3 separate regions of the Mus musculus genome follow, and regions 2 and 3 are each linked to region 1. A link is a contact called in public HiChIP or PLAC-seq and promoter capture Hi-C data. All regions are on one chromosome and are shown on one strand. Each heading gives the region's core, a stretch centred on a gene start, on an enhancer-like site or on the middle of the called end of the contact. The rest is flanking DNA. Distances are from core to core; before and after follow the strand shown. Region 1 holds the start of Ccdc65 (coiled-coil domain containing 65). Region 2 holds the start of Lalba (lactalbumin, alpha). Region 3 holds the start of Rhebl1 (Ras homolog enriched in brain like 1).

Region 1 (3,200 bases), core at 342-2,841:
TATGGGGACTTCTTCTAACTCAGGTCCTCTTGGCTATGTCTACCACAGAAAAGAATTCCAGGATGAGTCAGAGTGAGGAAAAGCTGGCTTACTGATGAGACAGAAAAACAGACAGACAGACAGACAGACAGAGACACAAGAGAGAGACAGAAGACTGAAGAGCAGGCATGAGAAGGGCACAGCTGGCTGCCTGGAGGTCACAGTGTGTGATTGGGGGCTTCGATGCTGCTTCAGGTGCAGATATTCCTAGGAGGGAGTGTGCACTGGTGTACATCTTTTTGTTAGCCACAGATTTTGCCCTTGAAAAGTAGGGTTAAAAAAAAATTTTTTTTAAGGAGCTGAAGAGGGCTGGTGAGATGGCTCAGTGGGTAAGAGCACCTGACTGCTCTTCCGAAGGTCCGGAGTTCAAATCCCAGCAACCACATGGTGGCTCACAACCTCCCTCATCTGGAGTGTCTGAAGACAGCTACAGTGTACTTACATATAAATAAATAAATCTTTTTTAAAAAAGGAGCTGAAAAGATGGCTCAGCGGTTAAGAACACTGGCTGCTCTTCCATAGATCTTGAGTTCAATTCCCATCAACTCACAACCATCTGTCATGGGGTCTGATGCCTTCTTCAGGCAAGCAGGTATACATGCAAATGAAGCACTCACACATTTAGAGAGAGAGAGAGAGAGAGAGAGAGAGAGAGAGAGAGAGAAACAAATTTAAGCTGGAAGTGATGACTCCTACATTTGATCCAAGCACTGGGGGTGGGGGATGTGGGGCGAGGCAGAAGTAGATGGATTTCTATCTATACAGTGAGTTTCTGGCCATCCAGGGCTACACTGAAACACTGTCTTAATTTTTTAGTAAGATTTATTTATGTGTATTTGCGTTTCTCTTGCATGTATATGTGTGGACCATGTGTCTACCCCATGTCCACAGAGGTCAGATGAGGGAGTCAGATCCCCTGGGACTGGAGTTATGAACAGTCATGAGCTGCCCATGTGGGTGCTAGGAACCAAACCCAGGTCTTCTGCAAGAGTGGCAAGTGCTCTTTGCCTCTGAGCCATCTCTCTATCACTAAGGAGACAATTTACAAAATATTTTTAAATATTTTATGTGTATGTGTGTTTGTGCACGTTAATGCAGCGTCCACCGAGGCCAGAAAGGCGTGTTTTGATCTCCTGAAACTGGGGTTCCAGGTGCTTGTGATCTCAGACCATTGGGCTTGGCAGTACCTCCCTTACCCAGTGAACCATCTCATTATTTGTATGTATGTGTAAGTGGTTTTGACCTGTTCTACGAAATCCGATGCTGTCTTCTGACCTCTGCAGGCACCAGGCATGCGCACGGTGCTCAGACACACACGTGGACAAACCAGGCATACACCAAATTAAAAAGTAAAATGGAAAAACTATTTGAAGACATTTATTATTTTTTTAAGAGAGACTAGGGTTCTTGATTTAAAAAAAAAAAAAAAAAAAAAAAAAGCCTACTTAAAAGAACTGACTGCGGTCCTCCGGCATGCAGGGGGCGCTGAAGTAATGCTGCCTCCCTATTTCTCACCCCGCGGTCTTAGCGAAGGTCCTTGTTGCTAGGAGACAAGATGCGTCTTTCTGTTCTCCAGCTGGGAGTCGGGTGTCGCCTGAGCACTCTTGGCGTGGAGGACAGAGGTCTAAGGCCCCATTACCTTAGCTCCAGAAGGTCCCTCCCTGTCTATGGGAAGTTTTTCTTTCTAATTCCTCACAAGTGGCTCGTAGCAGCAGGCAGAGGCTCCTTGCCCGGACCCAGTCCGCAGCCCAGCCATGTCTAAAAAAGGAAAAAAGCCCAAGTTGCCCAAGGCACCCCTGTCCGAGGAAGATCAGCTGCTTATATTTCAGCAAAAGATGCTGGCTGACGAAGAGGCAGCCAAGAAGAAAGAGAGACTCCTCACCCAGTTCTTGAAGGTGATGCTCGTCTGCAGTGTGTCCTGCCCAAACCCCCAAACCCCCAAACCCACCGCCCATGCACTGGTACCGTTGCCTGGGGTCGCGTCCTTGTGGCAGGCTCATTTTCATCCTTTCCTATCCCTCTGAAGTCCTTGGTCCCAAAATACATGGGCTTCAGACAACATTGGTTTTTGCCTAGGGCATTCTCTGTGAAACATGGGGGAGGGGAGAATTGAGTTTGGCAGTATCAACCGAGCCCCCAGAATTAGGACAGTGGATGCTGTCAGGTGTCCAAATTCAGCTGTCTTGAATTCTGAGGTTGGGTCTGGAGTGGGGTCGTTAGAAACTCTTCTCTGATGCTTCACCCTGAAGGGAACCCATTCATTGGAAACCACAAACAGGAGCCCCCGAGTGTTGGCTGCCAAGGGCTTTGTTTGTGAGAATACACGGGGACTGGTATTTTTCAGCGTGGTATCGATAGCACCGAGGTGGACCTTTCGCCTTGGCTGAAACGCATGTGATTACTCCTCCCTCAGGACAAGTTGGCCAAAGAAGAACACAACAGCGCTCTAAACCTTAATAAGATTAACACGCAGTGGAGAACCATCCTCAGGGAGGTGAAGACCAGAGAGCTTCACCAAGACATCGAGATCCTCAGCCAGACCTTTGAACGCGTGGTGGACTGTAAGGACAGCGTCATCAAGGTATGCACCCTCTCGGGCGTGGTGGCGCACACCTTTAATCCCAGTACTCGAGAGGCAGAGGCAGGTGGATTTCTGAGTTCAAGGCCAGCCTGGTCTACAGAGTGAGTTCCAGGACAGCCAGGGCTACACAGAGAAACCCTGTCTCAAAAAGACCCCCCCCCAAAAAAAAAAAGAAAGAAAGAAAGAAAGAAAGAAAGAAAGAAAGAAAGAAAAAAGAAAAGGGAAAGGGAAAAGGGAAAAAAGAAGGAAAAGGAAAAGGAAAAAGGGAAAAAAAAAAAAGTATGCACTCTCTCCAGAGAGCAGGCGGGGATGGCTTCCAGACCTTCCTAGGTAGAATGGGCCTAGTGAATTATTTATTATTTATTGTTGTTATTGCTGCTGCTGTTACTATTATTATTAATTATTATTTTGAGACAAAGTCATGTATCCTATTATTGTTATTACTATTATTATTACTTTTGAGACAAAGCCATGCTTTCCTATAATGGCCTCAGACTCACACGTAACAGGATAGATAACCGTGAACTCCCCACCCTCCTACCCCAACTTCCCAACTGCTGGAGTGGCAGGTGTGAGCTAC
Region 2 (3,200 bases), core at 186-2,685, 230 kb before region 1:
CAAAATAATAATAATAAAATCAATAAGAGTTCAGATCTAGGAAAGATGTGGAATAATACCACAAGGGCTTTAAGGATGAGAACTGGCCAGGGGAAGAGAGTCCTGGACATCAGTCTTCCAACATGGAACTTCATATCGGGGAAGTTGTCACACAAAAATGACACGAAGAAGCATTTTAAATGTAGACCTTTGGGACTCTAGATGAGTTTTGTTTTGGAGACTCCATCCAAAATTAAATGGTCTGGAGAGGGAGGTCAGAAGAGAGCAAAGACGACGACTTACCAGTAGTCGATTCCTTTGATAGCCAGGATCTTCTTGGCACACGCTATGTCATCATCCAACTCGTCATCCAATAACTCTGTTATAACAGAGTGCAGGAAGGAACAAGACAAATAAGAAGTACAGCTCAGTGGACTGGTTCCTCTGGCCCCAGAGTCAGGGGAACTGGTTCTGAGTTGAAGGTTTGGCCTAGAGACTTTCTATATGAAACGGCCAGTCTGATAATGCCTCCCCTCCATGGGAACTCCATTCCCTTCCCTAGGACACCTCACGAGACAGCATCAGATTCATCACGCCCTGAAAATACAGCGTATCAGACTTCAAGACTCACAAGTGTCCCAAACTACCCTTCCCTGAACCTTAGGGGACTCTCTGGGCATGTGGAGATCATGACCAGTGACCAGGTTCTTACTAAGCACTGCTATCTCAAGTCATATGGTACCCAGCACACCTGAGACATGCTGGGTACCAACAAGGAGGCTGCCTGGGAGGACTCGGAGGCAGGCTGTAGAGATACAGAAGAGTGTGGTGAAAGAGGATACTCACTGTCACAGGAGATGCCACAGATGTTCTCCGACTCGGGGAACTCACTACTTTTACACCAAAATCTGTCACTGATCTGGAAGAGTCCGTACTCTGTGCTGCCGTTGTCGTTGACAACAGCTTGTGTGTCGTAGCCACTGGTATGAAATAAAACACAGGCCCCTGAGGGAGACAGAAGAAAGAACTTTCTCAGAGATGTCTCAGAGTACCATAATTGAAACACTGGTTTCCCGGGGGGGGGGGGGGGGGGGCTTCCCAACCAATCTCCAAAAGTGGTGAAGTCCAGATTATCTTGGTGAAATGAGAAAGGCCAGACAATGGGAGACAGGCAGGGCAGGAGAAGTAATTGAATACAAGAGGTCAAGACAGAACAAGAAGAGGTACGAGACCACACCACGAGGAGACAGAGAAGGAGGAGAAGGGAGAGGTGGGAATGGAAGGAAGCAGGGACGTAGTATGAACTCACATTCAAGCAAAGAGATGCCTTGATAGCCATCTATGTCTTTAATGGCATGGGACACCTTGCATTTTGTAAGCTCTGTGGCTTGAAAGGCAGGCAACGACAAAATACACACCAGGAACAAAGGAACGAAATGCATCATTTTGACTGCTCCTGGACCTTGTAATGCAGACACCGCTCACTTCATCTGCTTTTATGTATGAAGAAGGCCTCTGGCCTCCTGGCACCGGGCCTTCTCTCTAGGAAGACAATGATGAAGAGATGCTTATGCCAAAATAGAAACCCTGAGCCTGCCAGCCTCCCTCCATCCTGCCACCCTCCCCCCATCTCCTGCATCCAGTCAATACCAAGTATTGTTTTCTTCCCACATAATTCCACACATGACCCAGCTTCTCACTTGGCTCTGGTAAACCTTCATTTCTTTTAGGGCTGCTTCCAGGAAGCAGGATTTCCTTAACCTACTTTTGGAACAAAGGAGGCTTCAGAGACAATACAAGGGAGGTGACTGGAAAACACAGTTGGCTACAGCCAACTCCATGCTTACCCCTAAACACATACAGAACGTGGAAAGGGGATGTATCACATCCTAGGATCAAAGGTGATATTTGTCTGTCCAACCTAGCCATAGGACAAAGTCCAGGAAAGCCCCTTGATATGGAGACTCATAACTGAGAGCCTTGGGAAAAGGGATGGAACATGGTGGCATTTAGCATGAGACTCAACTACTACTTGGATCCCAAGACTTCCTATGGAGGGAGATAGATAATGTGAAAAGTTTTGTGTAAAAATATCTAGCTGTTCTATAAGAAACTGCCAAGCGCCGGGCAGTGGTGGCGCACGCCTTTAATCCCAGCACTTGGGTGGCAGAGGCAGGCAGATTTCTGAGTTCGAGGCCAGCCTGGTCTACAGAGTGAGTTCCAGGACAGCCAGAGCTACAAAGAGAAACCCTGTCTCAAAAAAACAAAAAAAGAAAAATAAAAAGAAAGAGAGAGAGAGAGAGAGAGAAACTGCCAAGCGCCCTGCCCTCAATCGCCTCTGCCATAACTAGCTAGATGCTTTTTGGTGTCACTAAGACATTGTGTCAATCCAAGGCTAATTCCATAGCAACATTGTTAATAGCAACATTGTTCATAGCAACATTGTTCATAGCAACATTGTTCTTGGGTAAGTGGTCCTTGATAGCGAAGGTTGGCCACAGACAGGAAAGGGTCCTGGGTAAGCTATAATAGGTATCTCCCCTAAGCAAGTCAGGGCCAGGTACTAGTTTCAAATAATTCCTGTAATTTTCTGTCATGGAGTACTACACTCATGGCATCAATAATCCTTTCCCTCCTTCCTGCCTGTGCTCATTTTATGAACCTGATTTTTTTTTTTTGACGTCTCCCGAGGTCTCCATCCTAACCAAGCCACCTAAGACTTATAAACTGGAAGTCTTCCAACTGGTTATTATCTGTAAATCTTCAGAGACAGAGACACTCTTCTCTGTTCAACCCCATCCCCCTCTACACAGTGTAACCAGTGTATAACACAGCATGACTGAAACTCGTGTGGAGGATGTGAAACCCAAGATGGATGAACAGAAACCCCTGAATGGAAAGAGACGCATGCTCAGAAACACTGCAAGCATGCTGACTCTGCGGGTCTCCTGTGTTCTACCCGGAAGGACTGGGAGGGTATGGGACAAGAACGGGAATTCTGTCACACTGAGCAAGTCCCATGGGGACTCAGTGGGGATGGAAAGATGACCATGGACCACACAGGAGAGGACTGCATGAGAAGAGTTAGGTCTGATGGAGTCTTCCCAATGGTGCTATCTGTATAAACTGCCTCTGGCCCTGGGCTGTGGAATGAGTATCTGTGATGGAGGGAAATGGAGACCCACAGTCTTGGACCACAGGCATTTCCCGCACTTCCAGGC
Region 3 (3,200 bases), core at 231-2,730, 170 kb after region 1:
GAGTGACACACTGACTTACTGTCTTCAGCCACACCTGTGGTTCTCAACCTTCCTAATGCTTGATCCTCAACCATAAAATTATTTTTGTTGCTACTTCATAGCTATGATTTCGCTATCGTCGTGAACCGCAATGTACATATTTTTGGAGGTACAGGGTTGCAAATGGGGTCTCAACTCAGAGACTGAGAACCTCTTGATCTATACTATCCTGGTCTAGAACGGCACAAACGCCACGCTCTAGACACTAGAATGGGACTCCCAGAGCTGATTAGTGGACCCTATAAACAAACCATCCTCTTTGCAACAAAGAAATCTCAAATTATGGAGTTTGAGAGGGCACCCAGTCTATCTAGGTTCCATCCCCTTCACACTAAAGAAAATTACTCATGCCAGGTGGTAGTGGCGCACGCCTTTAATCCTAGTATTCCAGAGGCAGAGGCAGGAGGATCTCTGAATTCGAAGCCAATCTGGTCTACAAAGCTAGTTCTAGCAGCCAAGGATACACAAAGAAACCTTGTCTCAAAACAAAAAACAAAGTGGTGGGGGGTGTTGGGGGGGGGATGCAACTACTTACTATTCTCCACTGTAGGATCGTAGCCTTCCAGGAACTCGCCTTCCACAAATTGATGTGCCAAAGATGTCTTCCCTTTAAGGACCAAAGATTGTTGTAATATAGTCATCCATCCATATTTACACCTTTTGTCCTTTCGGACTGTGGCCAGGACCAAAGGGCACCTCACATCAGCATCCCAGATTGTGGGAGCTCCCAAGCAATGCTTACCCTTTGTCTTTTATTACCATCATCCTAACAAGTAGATTTCCGCGACGTTTTGGTGATTCGATGCATTCAGTGACGCTTCAGGAAGCCCTTTCCTGCCCCACCCCATCTCACCCTTTGAAAAAGATTCCCCGGGATCTAGTGCACCAGGCCAAGGACACTTGCAAGTGTCTAGCCGGCAGAGATCTCCACCACACCTTCAAATACTGATCCCACCCCCGCTCCCAGAGAGAGCAACGCGGGGACGACTGGTGCAACCACAGCCCGGTACACTTTAACCCTTGCGCGCTCCTCTTCCAGCATCCCTCCACCCTTCCATCTCCTGGCAGCAAAACCGACTTCTTCCCAGGCCACATTGGGTCCTCGTGTCACATCTCCGCGACAGCGCGCCTCTTCTGGCCACAAAGCAACCGTGCTCTCGGGAGGGCGGGGACTTACCTACGGAGCGGTACCCTAGGATGGCCACCTTCCTGTAGCGCACCAGCGGCATGACAGGACGCCGCCCCGCGGGGCTCGTAGGAGTGCGGGCCGAGGGAACCCGAAGATCAGCCGAGGTGCAGGCCGAGGTGGACTCTGGGAAGAAGAGTAGCTCGCTGAAGCTACGCCCGGCAAGCCAAGGAAAACCAAAACAAGCCGCGCGCCCGGGGCAGCCCACGTGATCACAACACAGCGGCTGTACGCAAGGGAGCTGGGCGAGGGGGGGGGGGCAGGGGAGGGGACAAGACGAGCGGGATACCTAGCCGGGCGGCTCCCGGCTCCGCCCCACATGCTGCTCCCCATTGGTCTATTAGAATAGAGGAGGGCGGAGTCACCCACAGGAGGGAAGGGCGGGCCTCACGTGGAGCGGGATCTTTGGGAGCTGCACATGCGTAGACCTGAGCCTGTTCATTCATAAAGAAAGAGAAAGGAACCCGGGGTCCTAGAGGTACTTGCTGCCTAGCCAAAGAAGCTGGGACTCTCAGATGGAAAACACCTGTTGTGAAAATACAAAACGAAAAGGAAAATATCTGTTGTGGTTCGGCTGGAGTGTTTGCTTTTGAGACAGGGTCTTACTGGTGTAACCTGACTGGCCTACAGCTCTCTCTATAGATCTTGCTGGCTTCAAACTCACTGGGATCCACTTGCCTCCTCCTCCCCAGTACTGGATCAAAGGGGTGCACCACTACACGTGGCTTTGGGCTGGAGGTTTTGTTGAAAAGATTCTAGGCCCTTGAAGCACGGATTTAATCCCAGCACTCGAGAGGCAGAGAAGGGCATGTCTCAGAGTTTGAGGCCAGCCTTATTGACAGAGTGATTTTCAGGACAGCCAGGGCTACACAGAGAAACCTGTTCTCAGGAGTGGGGGTGGGTTCTAGGCCTCTGATTTCACAGAACTGGAGTTCTTGTTGTTTGGGAAATTATTTCAGTGTGTATGCAGTCTTAGGTTTCCTTATCATACCCAGGACACTCATTTATTCAACAAATACTGACTGAGGCAGGAGGATGCTGAGTTTGAGACTGGCCTGGGCTATACAAGATCAAGCCACCCAAGACCTTGTCCAGAAAAAGGGAAAAAGGAAAAGAAAAGCATACGTCTATAATCGAAGGATTTAAGAGGTGAAGACAAGAAGGTCAGGAGGAGTTCAAACTCATTACGGCCTCAGCTATGTAGTGAGTTTGAGCCCAAAAGACCTTGTTCTAAAAAAAGAAAAAAGGCTGTTGCCCATGTTCCGCATGCTCTGGACAAGACACTGTTGCAGGCTTGCTAAAAGAGATAAACATGGCATCTGTTTTCCTGGCATTTAAATTTATTCAGAGTTTGGAGCTGCATGAGGCCAGCCTTGTTTGCAGTCCCCAGAACACACACACACACATGCACACACACACATATGCACAAAACCTTAGGGAGACAAGTATGTATGTCATGGACAGCTTCAAATTAACCAGCGGGTTCATCCCGTTGAGGTAGAACCTAGGAAGTTGGCCGCTGGTGGCCGGTGTTCCTAAGGCTCTGCTTCACTCTGGTTTGTTTGGTTTTTGTTTTTTGTTTTTTCCAAGACAGGGTTTCTCTGTGTAGCCCTGGCTGTCCTGGAACTCACTCTGTAGACCAGGCTGGCCTCGAACTCTGCTTCTGCCTCCCGAGTGCTGGAATTAAAGGCTTGCGCCACCATGCCTGGCTCTGCTTCATTCTGGACTCTTCATGCCTGCTTTGGTTTGCTGTCTGCCGTGAACAAACTCTTCCATCACACGCACCCACTATCCGTGAGACTGCGCATGAACTTAGAGCTAAGTGGTCATAGACTAACCATATGAAGTTCTGAGCCAAAAAGGAACCTCTCTCTCCTTTTCAGTTATTTAGCCACGACAATACAAAATTGTGACTTAACGCTATGCTTCCCAGGACTTCTTTGTTTTCCACGGCTAAGAATTCACCTCCTTCTTG

Evidence for each region. HiChIP or PLAC-seq counts read pairs in DNA pulled down with a chosen protein or histone mark. Capture Hi-C pulls out chosen DNA fragments and counts their contacts.
Region 2: a promoter capture Hi-C map of liver shows a contact between it and region 1. The contact joins the promoter of Lalba here to the promoter of Ccdc65 in region 1. A contact is called at or near these places in 3 of 39 promoter capture datasets (embryonic stem cells, frontonasal cranial neural crest and hematopoietic stem and progenitor cells), 1 of 115 datasets of contacts at active chromatin or transcription factors (embryonic stem cells) and 2 of 9 other capture datasets (liver and pancreatic islet).
Region 3: a contact with region 1 is called in an H3K27ac HiChIP or PLAC-seq map of embryonic stem cells, with 4 times the contacts expected there. The contact joins the promoter of Rhebl1 here to the promoter of Ccdc65 in region 1. A contact is called at or near these places in 2 of 39 promoter capture datasets (embryonic stem cells and hippocampal neurons), 4 of 115 datasets of contacts at active chromatin or transcription factors (the SCID.adh cell line, embryonic stem cells and pancreatic cancer cells) and 1 of 9 other capture datasets (pancreatic islet).

Annotation. Positions count from the first base shown.
Region 1 is chr15:98,706,603-98,709,802 of GRCm38.p6, forward strand. It overlaps Ccdc65 (coiled-coil domain containing 65), which reads left to right and starts at 1,592. Exons shown (of 8, transcript NM_153518.2): 1 at 1,592-1,934; 2 at 2,453-2,620. The coding sequence starts at 1,794.
Region 2 is chr15:98,481,248-98,484,447 of GRCm38.p6, forward strand. Lalba (lactalbumin, alpha) reads right to left here and starts at 1,436. Exons shown (of 4, transcript NM_010679.1): 1 at 1,289-1,436; 2 at 826-984; 3 at 283-358. The coding sequence starts at 1,424.
Region 3 is chr15:98,879,934-98,883,133 of GRCm38.p6, forward strand. Rhebl1 (Ras homolog enriched in brain like 1) reads right to left here and starts at 1,481. Exons shown (of 8, transcript NM_026967.4): 1 at 1,217-1,481; 2 at 575-646. The coding sequence starts at 1,268. It also overlaps a transcript of Dhh not described here.